Linked DNA regions of Triticum aestivum: region 1 is linked to region 2. Evidence: chromatin contacts called from public Hi-C data. All regions are on one chromosome and are shown on one strand. Each heading gives the region's core, a stretch centred on a gene start, on an enhancer-like site or on the middle of the called end of the contact. The rest is flanking DNA. Distances are from core to core; before and after follow the strand shown. Region 1 holds the start of LOC123093399 (3-ketoacyl-CoA synthase 10). Region 2 holds the start of LOC123093394 (protein TIFY 11c).

What was found. Hi-C and Micro-C count contacts between places; a contact is called where the count stands out from the background.
Region 1: a Hi-C map of leaf shows a contact between it and region 2, with 6 times the contacts expected there. The contact joins the promoter of LOC123093399 here to the promoter of LOC123093394 in region 2. A contact is called at or near these places in 2 of 5 Hi-C or Micro-C datasets (both in leaf).

What each region holds. Positions count from the first base shown.
Region 1 is chr4B:581,877,812-581,883,167 of IWGSC CS RefSeq v2.1, reverse strand. It overlaps LOC123093399 (3-ketoacyl-CoA synthase 10), which reads right to left and starts at 1,797. Exons shown (of 2, transcript XM_044515356.1): 1 at 1,308-1,797. The coding sequence starts at 1,712.
Region 2 is chr4B:581,606,768-581,611,764 of IWGSC CS RefSeq v2.1, reverse strand. It overlaps LOC123093394 (protein TIFY 11c), which reads right to left and starts at 3,664. Exons shown (of 3, transcript XM_044515351.1): 1 at 3,151-3,664; 2 at 2,787-2,998; 3 at 2,145-2,709. The coding sequence starts at 3,563. The coding sequence ends at 2,525.

The DNA of each region.
Region 1 (5,356 bases), core at 548-3,047, 270 kb before region 2:
CGAACGAGCTGAGGAAGACGACGACGCCATGGCTACGGTGCTGTTCTTGTGCGATTTTGCTGTGTTGCAACGGGCATGGCCTGTGCTGTTCTTCGCTGGTACAAGCAGATGGCCTCCAAACGGCCTGATCGTGAGCCTCAACATTCTGAAACAGATGGATCTGAATGGGAACATGAGAGCGCATGCCAGCCCATGTTCTTATAGTGCGCGCACTGGCTGGACGTGATGGGTGAATCGATAGCATGTCTGAGCAGCCGGACAGCGGACCATCGACTATACATGGGCTGACACTGTACGTAAATAAAGAATACAGTGTGTAGTGGATGCCTATGAGCTGGAATACGTGAAATTAATGAGAGCCTGCAGCTGATCGCTATGATGACAGACGCTCGAGATTACGGCCTCCAGGGTGCTCGGCCTCCAAACGGCATTTTCGTATATTCAACCAGCTAGCTACGTGTGTACTTTGTTGGTTGTCTATTTCACCCAAAATGCCAAAAACTTTTCTGTACTACCTGATTTCGAATGACAGCTTATGAAAATTAACTTTAGGGCCTCACGGTTTAATTGCATTCAACTTTTAGATGAAGCTCTGCCTAATCCGGCTCGGACTTGTTTCTTGTTTGCATCTTTTGTGAGCCTTGTTAGCACCGTCTACCGGCCGTGCTAATCATCTTTTGAACCATGAATTACTAAAATATTTTTACCCGCAAACATTTTACTCGGTTTGATTATCACGGCTGCATAGCGTTTTGCATTATTTCTCAGATGAAGAGCAAATATTTCTACGACAGAAGAAAAGAAAGGGCTAACTGAAGTACTTTGGGACATGTTTTTCGCATTCATGTTATCTAGTGAGGAGGTCCTGTTCACAAGATAGCTAGATTAGCACGCGAGGGAATTCCATAGGGTTCCATCCATCTATACGTCTCACGCAAAATTCGTGTGTGCCAAACGTGACTTGTGCGATTATACATGTCGACCTCGAGAGATGGATCTTCCGCCCAAGAAACTGATAATACTCCCAAACATTTCTCTGGTCTAACTTTTTCCATACTTTTCTACATCTAAAATGCCATCAAGGTTTCGTGTTTGAAGTTAATTAGCAAAAAGAAATCCTACCAATAAATTCACTTGTGATTCATGTTCCTACACGACCCGGATCGGCATTTAGCATGTACTACTACTACTACTATGGGTATAACATATGCTCGCATGCAAATAGATGCAGTGATCTACTCTGTAATTAGCTAAGCAGTAAGCATGTTTACCAAACTAAAGCATGAGGAGATGGATGAGCTTACTACCTTGAGTTCGTCGGCGGGCTTGTAAGTGGCGAAGTCGATGAGGTAGATGGGCCTGGGGCGGGACATGATGTAGACGGAGATGGTGAAGGCGAGGACGGCGAGGAAGGCGAGCACGGTGGCGAGGTCGTAGGTGGCCTCGTCCCACACCTTGCGCCACAGCTCGTCGCGGCTGAGGCTGCCCACCTCGGCGCCGCACACCAGCACGATGACCGGGATGGTGGCCAGGTACACGCCGTGGCTGAGCAGGTAGTGGTACCCGAGCCGCACGTACTTGAGGTTCACCGACTGCAGGAAGTCCGGCAGCCGGCGGCGCACGCGCACCGAGAAGGTCGGCGAGCCAGCGTCCGGGCCCGACGGCTCCACGCCGCGGTTCACGATCTCCGTCGACAGCTCCTCCCGCGCCATGGCGCCTGTGGGCAGCTGGGGGCGGGCGGGACTGGTGGTGGGCAGTGGTGATGAGGGTGAGAGGGAGTGGAGTGCTCAGTGTTTAGATATAGCTAGGGATGGTGGCGTTGCTGCTGGGGTTGGGGTTGGGGAGGAGATGGTGGGTGGGCGGGTTGTTGGGTGGCAGTTAATGCCATTAGGGAGCACAAGCCAAGCCAGGCCAGAGAGGGAAGAGAAGCTCACTTGCTTGGGGGCATGGTGTTCGGTGTTCAGACTGTTCATGCATGCATGGTCAAGTGGTCATGGACACACATACATGATCTCCCTCTTGCTGTGAGGCTGACATGCTGTCCCGGAGCACGAAGCCAAGTAGCTTTTGAGACAGCATGTGCAAGGGCAACGGCTCGGGAGAGAAAAATGTGCAAGGTGATTGCTTTCCTGTGTGTGGCACGCTTCAGCTGCATGCGTTTTGCATTTGGAGTCTGCCTGCCTGTGTGCGATTAAAGAGTTTTTGGCCGTTGAAATAACAGAATATATATGCGTTTTATTATAGGGAACTGTATTAATTTTAATTTTAGTGTTTATGGGGTGATCTGTTTTTTTTTATATGTTTTGATTTGAGGAGTACTGGGATGAAGATGAAGTGGATTGGATCTGGCATTTGCGCAGCGGGCTATAGCTGTAGCCGGACGTTATTGATTGCGTGAAGCGTGATGGCAGAATGAAGAGGCCGGCCGGATCAGCAGATCAGATCCATTTCATTTCATGGACGGCCTCTTTATTAGGTGTAGCAGCCTACATGCATGCATGCATGCAGCACCATTGTCAGCGAACCAGGTCTAGCCTTCTGGCGCCAACCCATGCATCTTCACTAGTCCCCGTACGTCCACGAAAATGCATTCCCATGCATGCCCAATCGATTATTCACAAATTTTGAAATGGTCAAGGCCTGCGTACAATTTTCCAAACCAAAAGCAACAGTTTTTGACGAAACCCTGAACTTGGTCAGCAACGGCTAACTACTTTCTCGCTACCAAAATCCATTTAATAATTTGATTGATCATATACCAGTATAGTGCATGCGTATATGTGTGTGTGCGCCGTTGGGAGCTGGACTTGGAAACATAACTAGAAAACTCGATCCTCTCCCTTTCTCATAAACCCATGACCACGATCTGTGCCCGCATTTCGCCATCACGCACTCAAAAGAAAAGAAATCCTGTCACCGTCAGTTCGACCACCAGTCCACGGCCTACGATCCAATCAATCAAGAGGCACCAAATTAAAGGGATTAGCACGAACGGTTTGGGTATTTTCGGACGCAGACACTCCTCCTATTGCTGCAATTTGCAAATGCCGTTTTCCGGCAAGTGCCCCGCACTCCAGCAGGAGGCTGCAGCCACTTCCAACTTCCAACAAGAAACCATGGAGAAAATGATGGAACGATCCTCAACTGGTGAGGTGGCGTGAGGCCCATAATCAACCCGTATGAACGTCTCACGCGATGCGATGAACCGACCGCGGTACCGCCGTTGCCATGGCGCCATCCCAATACGCGTCTGGTGTGGCCGGTTGGATGGGCAGATCCGCGTTGTGCAGTGCGGTAAGAACATTCATGGTTGCACCCATCCAGGAAATAAATTCGTGCCGGGGGAGGCCGGCCGTGCACGTACTAGGCCCATGTGCTCGCATTAAGCCGGCCCTCTGATCGCCATGTGAGCATGTTTTCTCGGAGCAACACAGAGCCAGAGCCAGTGGTGGTGGCGGTGGATGAATGAATAATTCCATGCACTATACTTCCGGCCGGTGATATTTTTCCCTGACAAAAAAGATAATCAAAGGCAACACACTCTGTCAGGGATATAGGTGCTTATCAATGGCACCAATGATGTGTAAATTATCAGCAAGAATCAGTTGGATCTGTATGTACACGCTACAGCTGTTCTTCTTTCCATCTTGAGGCTAGCATGAGAAATGGCGGTACTTGTGTTGCTTAATTTTGACACATGTATAGGTAGGTAAGTGGGTTCTTTTCAGCTACATCCAGCACAAAACAGTACCCCCTTTTTTAGAGGCAAAAACAGTACTACCTTCGCTAACTTATTAACGAGCATGCTTGGGCAGGAGATGGCCAATACAGTAGCAGCATGGCGTGTGTGTGAGAGAGAGAGATGGCATATCATCATAGAGGAAAGACGAAACGGAACATGCCAGTCGATACCATGACTCAAAGGTACCCACACTTTAGCCAAATTGCTGAAGCTGTTAACAATATGTGTGCCATGTACTCTTTCTAACAAGAAAAGGAAAACAAAAAGGTCGATACCATGTATAGTGTAGAACTTACGACTTGCTCGATAGCAGAACAAAGCAAACTGAGGGGACCAAATAACTCCTGAAATATACGGCTAATAGTTTTACAGGCTGTTGCTGACAACCAAGGCAGTGTGTACTTGATACAACACATCAACTCTGGCAAAGCTGTAGCACCAACAGCATAGAAATAATCGGGCTTACAAAGGTTTCTCAAGGAGCTGGAGTCTACACTTTCGTCATGAGCATTTGAGCTCAGGCTCAGGAATGGCTACAAGTATTGGATCAAGATAAAGTTCTTGATATCATTTGTTAATTTGTTGTTGTTGTTGTTTGTTGTTTTGTTGCTTAATCTTGACACATATAGGTAGGTAAGTAGATTCCTTTCAGCTACATGCATGCCACATATAGGATAACCAGCATGCTTGGGCCGGAGATGGCCAAAACAGTAGCATGGCATGTCTGGCATCGAGAAGGATTTGCTGGCCGGTGTGAGACGGCATATCACAACTCGCAAAAGATGACCATGGTTTAGCCGAATTGCTGAAACTGTACACAGGCAGTGCAAAACTAATTTTGATAGGTGATGTATTTCCCCTTCTATTTACGACTTTCTCGCAGTAACGGGATGGACAGTGGAGTACAATGTACAGTGCAAGAGATCAACTAACAGAAGAACAGAAACAAATCAAGGGGACCAAACAACTCATGAAATACACCTAATATTACAGGCTGTTGCTTACCAACAAGGCAGGGTGCACTTAACAAAACATATAAACTCTGGCAAAACCATAGCCACAACAACATGGATTACATATAATGAGGCTTAGAAAGATTACACATGGAGTTTCAGTCTACAGTTGGGATTCGCCAATGAACATTTGAGCTCAAGCTCAACACTGACTAGAACTATTGGCTCAAGAGGAAGATCTTGACATCAACTGTTAAGTTGTTTCAACACCCAAAATGAGGAGAAGATGCATGTACACGAGAATGTGGTCTCAACTTTTATTGCCCCCTATATAGATTTTTTCTGTGCCATTTGCTATAGCCTTGTTGCTCAATACAATTGTAGTGTAAGCAAATCACAATGTCATTGAAGATTTCATTTTGCAAACTGAATTAACATGTTCTTACTGCTGATGCGTGAAGACATTGTTTAAGAATTGCTTACTTGACACAGAAATATTTAGTACATACCAGAATTTTGAATCCATCCCTGGATTGCTGAAGTCAGAAAAGGACAGGGCTCGCTTCACAGTAGATTGCTTGGATAATGTCATATCTTCAGTACACGATGTGCTGAGGAATATTCACCACAATGGTCTTTTTCGAAGAAAAAAGCAGAACAA
Region 2 (4,997 bases), core at 2,415-4,914:
TGCAATGAGAGAGTATAACATTTTCTATATGCGCCGCTATTTTCATTTCGATTCAATTTTGATCCGGACTCATCATATTGATAGCGTGCACCTACGGCCAGAGTCAGGCAGCATTTGGGAGGTGTTGTTCGACACCGAGGAGGTTGCGCCTATGAATTAAGTGTATTAAGAAAGTTTATATGTGTCACCGTCACATGTAGCGGATGAAACACAAATTAAGATCCTACGTAGCGTTCATGACTATAACAAGAAGTGTTTCGATATTTTTAGAATAAACCTTCATATACTTATGTTCATGAATTTTATAATTGTATGTACATCGCACAAAAAATATTTGTGTATTAACTATAAAAGGGAATTTTTGTAATCCGATTGTACGAGCTTGGATTTTGCTAGGACAAGTTATGCACGTAGGGTCTTAGATCATGGAACATATGCAAAGAAAGAACCTGGTGCAAGTATAACATGCCAAACGAGTAATAATTTCCCTCGCTCGCTCCTTGCCAACAAGCACACAACAATGTGTGTGGCATGTTCTTTTACAATACGGATTGGCATCGATATGAAATAAAGACGGATTACACGCCATTGATTAAGGATGCACCCTAAATAATATTTTAAAAATATTTCACATGTAAAATATCATCATATTCATATACTACACGTTTTTCTAATCAAAATCCATATATAGCAAGTTAAGATTGGAGTTATGGTTTAAAAGATATGATTATTTAAAAAACATTTATTCTAAATAGGTTGTGGGTTGATTAATGCAAATATCAGGGGGTTTTATGTAAAAATTCAAAAAGATGATTCACTACGACCTAAAGATGGACTACGGGTTAATTAACATAAATGACAAAGGGGATTTATGTAAAATGTGAAAAACGATTCGCTGTGACTAAAACTTGAACCACAGGTTGATTTCAAGAATGTGCAGGGGGTTCTGCAAAATGACATGACGTACGGGAAGAAGCACTAATTACTTTATGAGTTGGTATATATATATTACTTTGTAGAGGGAGTAACTTGTAAGGTTATGGTTTTGTAATTCGGCAATTTAGGAAATTTTCAATTTGAAGACACTCTAGGCTTTTCGCATATTTGTATGAAGAAAGGTCGGTGGCCCGAGGTTGAATTAATGACCGCATAACAATATATAATATACCCTCGCAAAAGAAAAAAAACACGGGTGCGCAATGTTAACCCAGCTTCTTGGTACAGTCACAAACACACATACGGACCATGGCAACTACAAGAAGCATGCCTATACAAGAAACATAGCGAATACAGGTCTAAAGGCAAGTAACAAAACAGATAAGAGAAGCAACATGTTGCAAAGGGACTGGGCCGCTGGGTGTGAATGAACAAAACCAGACTGTTTGGAACACACCACCTCACCAGATCTTTCCGCACATATGAGGGACACTGTCCTGATAGGCTGAACCTCCCCAAAGTGAGTCGGTGCATGGATAATGGCCCCTCGGTCAAAAGAGCACACTCTCCACGGGTCTGCAGCACACCCTGCCATCACCAAACAACACCCGCCACCACGTAACCCTGAGAGGAGCGGAGAACAATGGACTAAAACGACACCTTCTAGGAGGGAGTGACATCAAGGCACCACCGCCACCCAATTCGGGCCCACAACCTCGAGGAAACCGAAACTAAGGGTGAAAGTAGTTAGGATAATTTTCGATCAAAATAGTTTTTTAGTCCAGGGGTATGGTAAGATATTTGAGCAATCTGAACACAATCAGCGTTTGGAATTAGGATAGGCTATTGGACATGGCATTTCTAACATAAAAAACATCCAATTTCTAGCTGAATAATCAAACCATTTAAAGGGTTGTTGCTACGCTAGCATGACCTACACGAGAAGAAAGGCCCAATCAACACCTTGTACCATTTCTGGTTTGCCCCAATGGTGGAGAAGAAGGGAATGATGGAAAGGCCCGATCAACACCTTGTACCATTCCTGGTTTGCCCCAATGGTGTGGAGGTTAGGGTCCGCCATCCAAGTCACTCGGACAGGCGACACAAGACATGAGCGAAATGTGGCCCTCTCACTTTTCACATATTGTCATTAAAATATCACAAACCAACGATCTAAAAAACAAATGTTAAAATTTCACACTAACACGTAATAAAAAAATACCAGTAAAAAATAGCATTATTGCGGGTCATCGCTACATTTAATACAGCTTAGGAAGCTAAGCTAGGTAATTAGTAATACTCGCATACAGTAACAAATTCATCCCATCAGCATGAAAGAATTCTTTTATTCGACACCAAAGAATTCTCAAACAGATGAAGAACATACTTATACTACTTAACCCAGGATATATATTTAGCCGGCGCCACGCAGTTAATTACCCTGACGCAGCCAATTAACGGGCGTGGTAGTAAGATAAAAACGGCAACAATCAAGGATCCACGTAGTAGTAGAGTAGTACTGTATATACTACTACGTGGAGAAGCAGCAAGGCAGTGATTTGTTCCTCTCCCCGGCTCGTCAAATCCTTCAGTTGAGCTGGAGCGCGGAGTTGACGCCGAGCCACGGCGCGCCGCCGTCCTCCGGCACAGGCTTGCCGGCCGTCCCAGCCCCTGGCGCCGCCACCGGCGCAGGGTACGGATCTGCCGCGGCCAGCCTGCTCTTCCTCTTCTCCAGGAACCTATGGAGCGACGCCTTCCTCGCGATCGGCAGGTCTGAACAGACGCATGCCACAGGTTTCTGTCAGCTCCCCGATTCCACGGACAGTATGGAGTTTAATTTTGATACTTACCACAAAGTGTCGCGCGATCCGTACCTGCAAAGCAAGGCTGCCCCGGCGCGTTCTGGCAGACGGGCTCGGCGCCGGCGTCGGAGGCGGCCGGCAGCGCGCCGAAGGAGCCGGCGAGCTGCATGAGCTCCTTGGCCTTCTCGGCGGGGAAGTCGTCGAACACCACCGTCCTCCCGGCGTAGAAGATGGTCAGCGGCGCCCTCTCCGGCCCCGTCCTAATTAATTAACAAGAGCGGAAGCATCAAAAAGGAGAGCGTATTTTCCAAGAACCCCCGACACGTCTGACGTTCTCCGGTCTCCCGGCATGACTGGCAGGCAGGCACGATCGAAGTTGGAGTTTGCACTTTGCACGCACGCACGCACGTACCTTTCGCGCGAGTCCCTGACCATGCCGGCCTGCTGGGGGAAGAGCTCCATGGTCCGGATCCTCTCCTCCGGCGCGACCGCCTCGACGCCGTCGCCGCCGCCCGGCATGAGGCCCACGGTGACCACGCCGCCCCCAGGCTGGTCCTTCATGTACTGGCGCAGCAGGCCAAACGCCGCGGCGAACCTGCTGCCCCCGGCGGTCTGCTGCTGCTGCTGCTCAGCTCCCATGCCGATCTCCTGCGGAAGGAACCGACGAGGTCCGACGAGGTATGTGTGTGTGCGTGTGTGTGTCCGTCCGGGCGGGAGGCGGGTGACTCGCGGGGTTAAGTCCTGGCCCGCTCTCTCCTTTTTGTGGGCGTGTACAGCTGGGCAAGGCCTAATTTCTGTTTCGCGGGCAGGAGAGGAAAGCAGCATGTGAAAGGCGCCGGGAGGGAGACGAGAAGCGATGGATGGATGGATAGATGGCAGCGGCCCGTCCGTTTCCCGGCACCGCACGTCTCGCCCAATTTCGCCGTGGGTTTTCGCCGATCGGTCAGTCCATCGGCGTGTATTTGTTGCATGTGCGCGCCCCCGTGGCGGTGGTGGCGTCGAGCGAGGAACGGGGGGGTTTCGGGGTTGAGTTTGGCGGGCGGTTCTGCCAGGCCACGGTCGCGCATGCGCGGGTGGTGGGGGCCCTATACTCTCCCCCAGGGCCGGTCCTGATATTTCGGGGCCCCGGTATAAATAACATATAATAATAATGAATATACTTACATATAAAAATTTACGTATGAACAATGAAACGCATCCAAAACAATATACAAGTGAAATAATTAAATACCTTAAAAACTTGTATGATTTTTCCATGCAAAGTCACTTGTGATGTGGTTCATGTCAATCTCTTCCAATGATTTCTTCTTGGTGCATATACATGCCAAGCCATTTAAATTCTCATTAGTCATTCTTGACCTCAAATAGTTCCTCGATAATTTTAACTTTGAAAAGCTTCATCGTTCAACTGATGCCACCGTTAATAAGATGCAATAAACAACAGAGAAATTCTCTAAAAAACCTGAGACATTAGGATAACAATTAAATTCAGTGACATTCTTAAAAATCTCCATAGCATTATACCATCAGGCAAGTGAATTTTAGAATCTTTTTTTAGCATTATACCATCTGTCAAAATGAATTTTAGAATCTTTATAATAGAGAAAAAGGCAAAACTGGATGTTCATCGACACTAGTAGATTATGCATGTGCCCCCCAATGAATTAACTGTACGCTCAAGAACACTAACATTATTTCCACCGATGTTGATGTCGATGATTCAAGGATGCGAGCAATGCATCATGTATATGAGGGAAAAAATACTTAATTAGTAATTTACATATAGAGGGTAGCGAAAAGAGAACGGCAATATAATATAGTACCTCGGATGGGTCGGCGTTGTCGGCGATCGGGCGTTCAGCGATGTGTACTCGTTTGCATCTGGCTCCAGAGCTCCACGGATCGGCGATGATGTGCGTGTGCTTGTCCAGCGCACAAAGGTAGGAGAGCAAAGCGCGTACGAATACTGGCTAGACACTCGCACGATTGGGAAGCCTCAGAATAGAAATCGGCGAGACCACGTACTGCCGATCAGAAATAGAAACGAAATTAGGAGAAAAGGAGCAGGAACGCAAGTTTGTTATCACGAACAGGACGGCGGCTACTCCGCATCTCTCCCCCTCCTTCATTTTTCGTGAACTGGCGGCGGCGGTGTATGCCGGTTGGAATTAGGTATGGCGCATGATTTGAGGATGGCTACGTGATGGAATAGGAAGGAATTGAATTGCAAAAGCAGAAAGGAATACAAAGCCGTCGCTA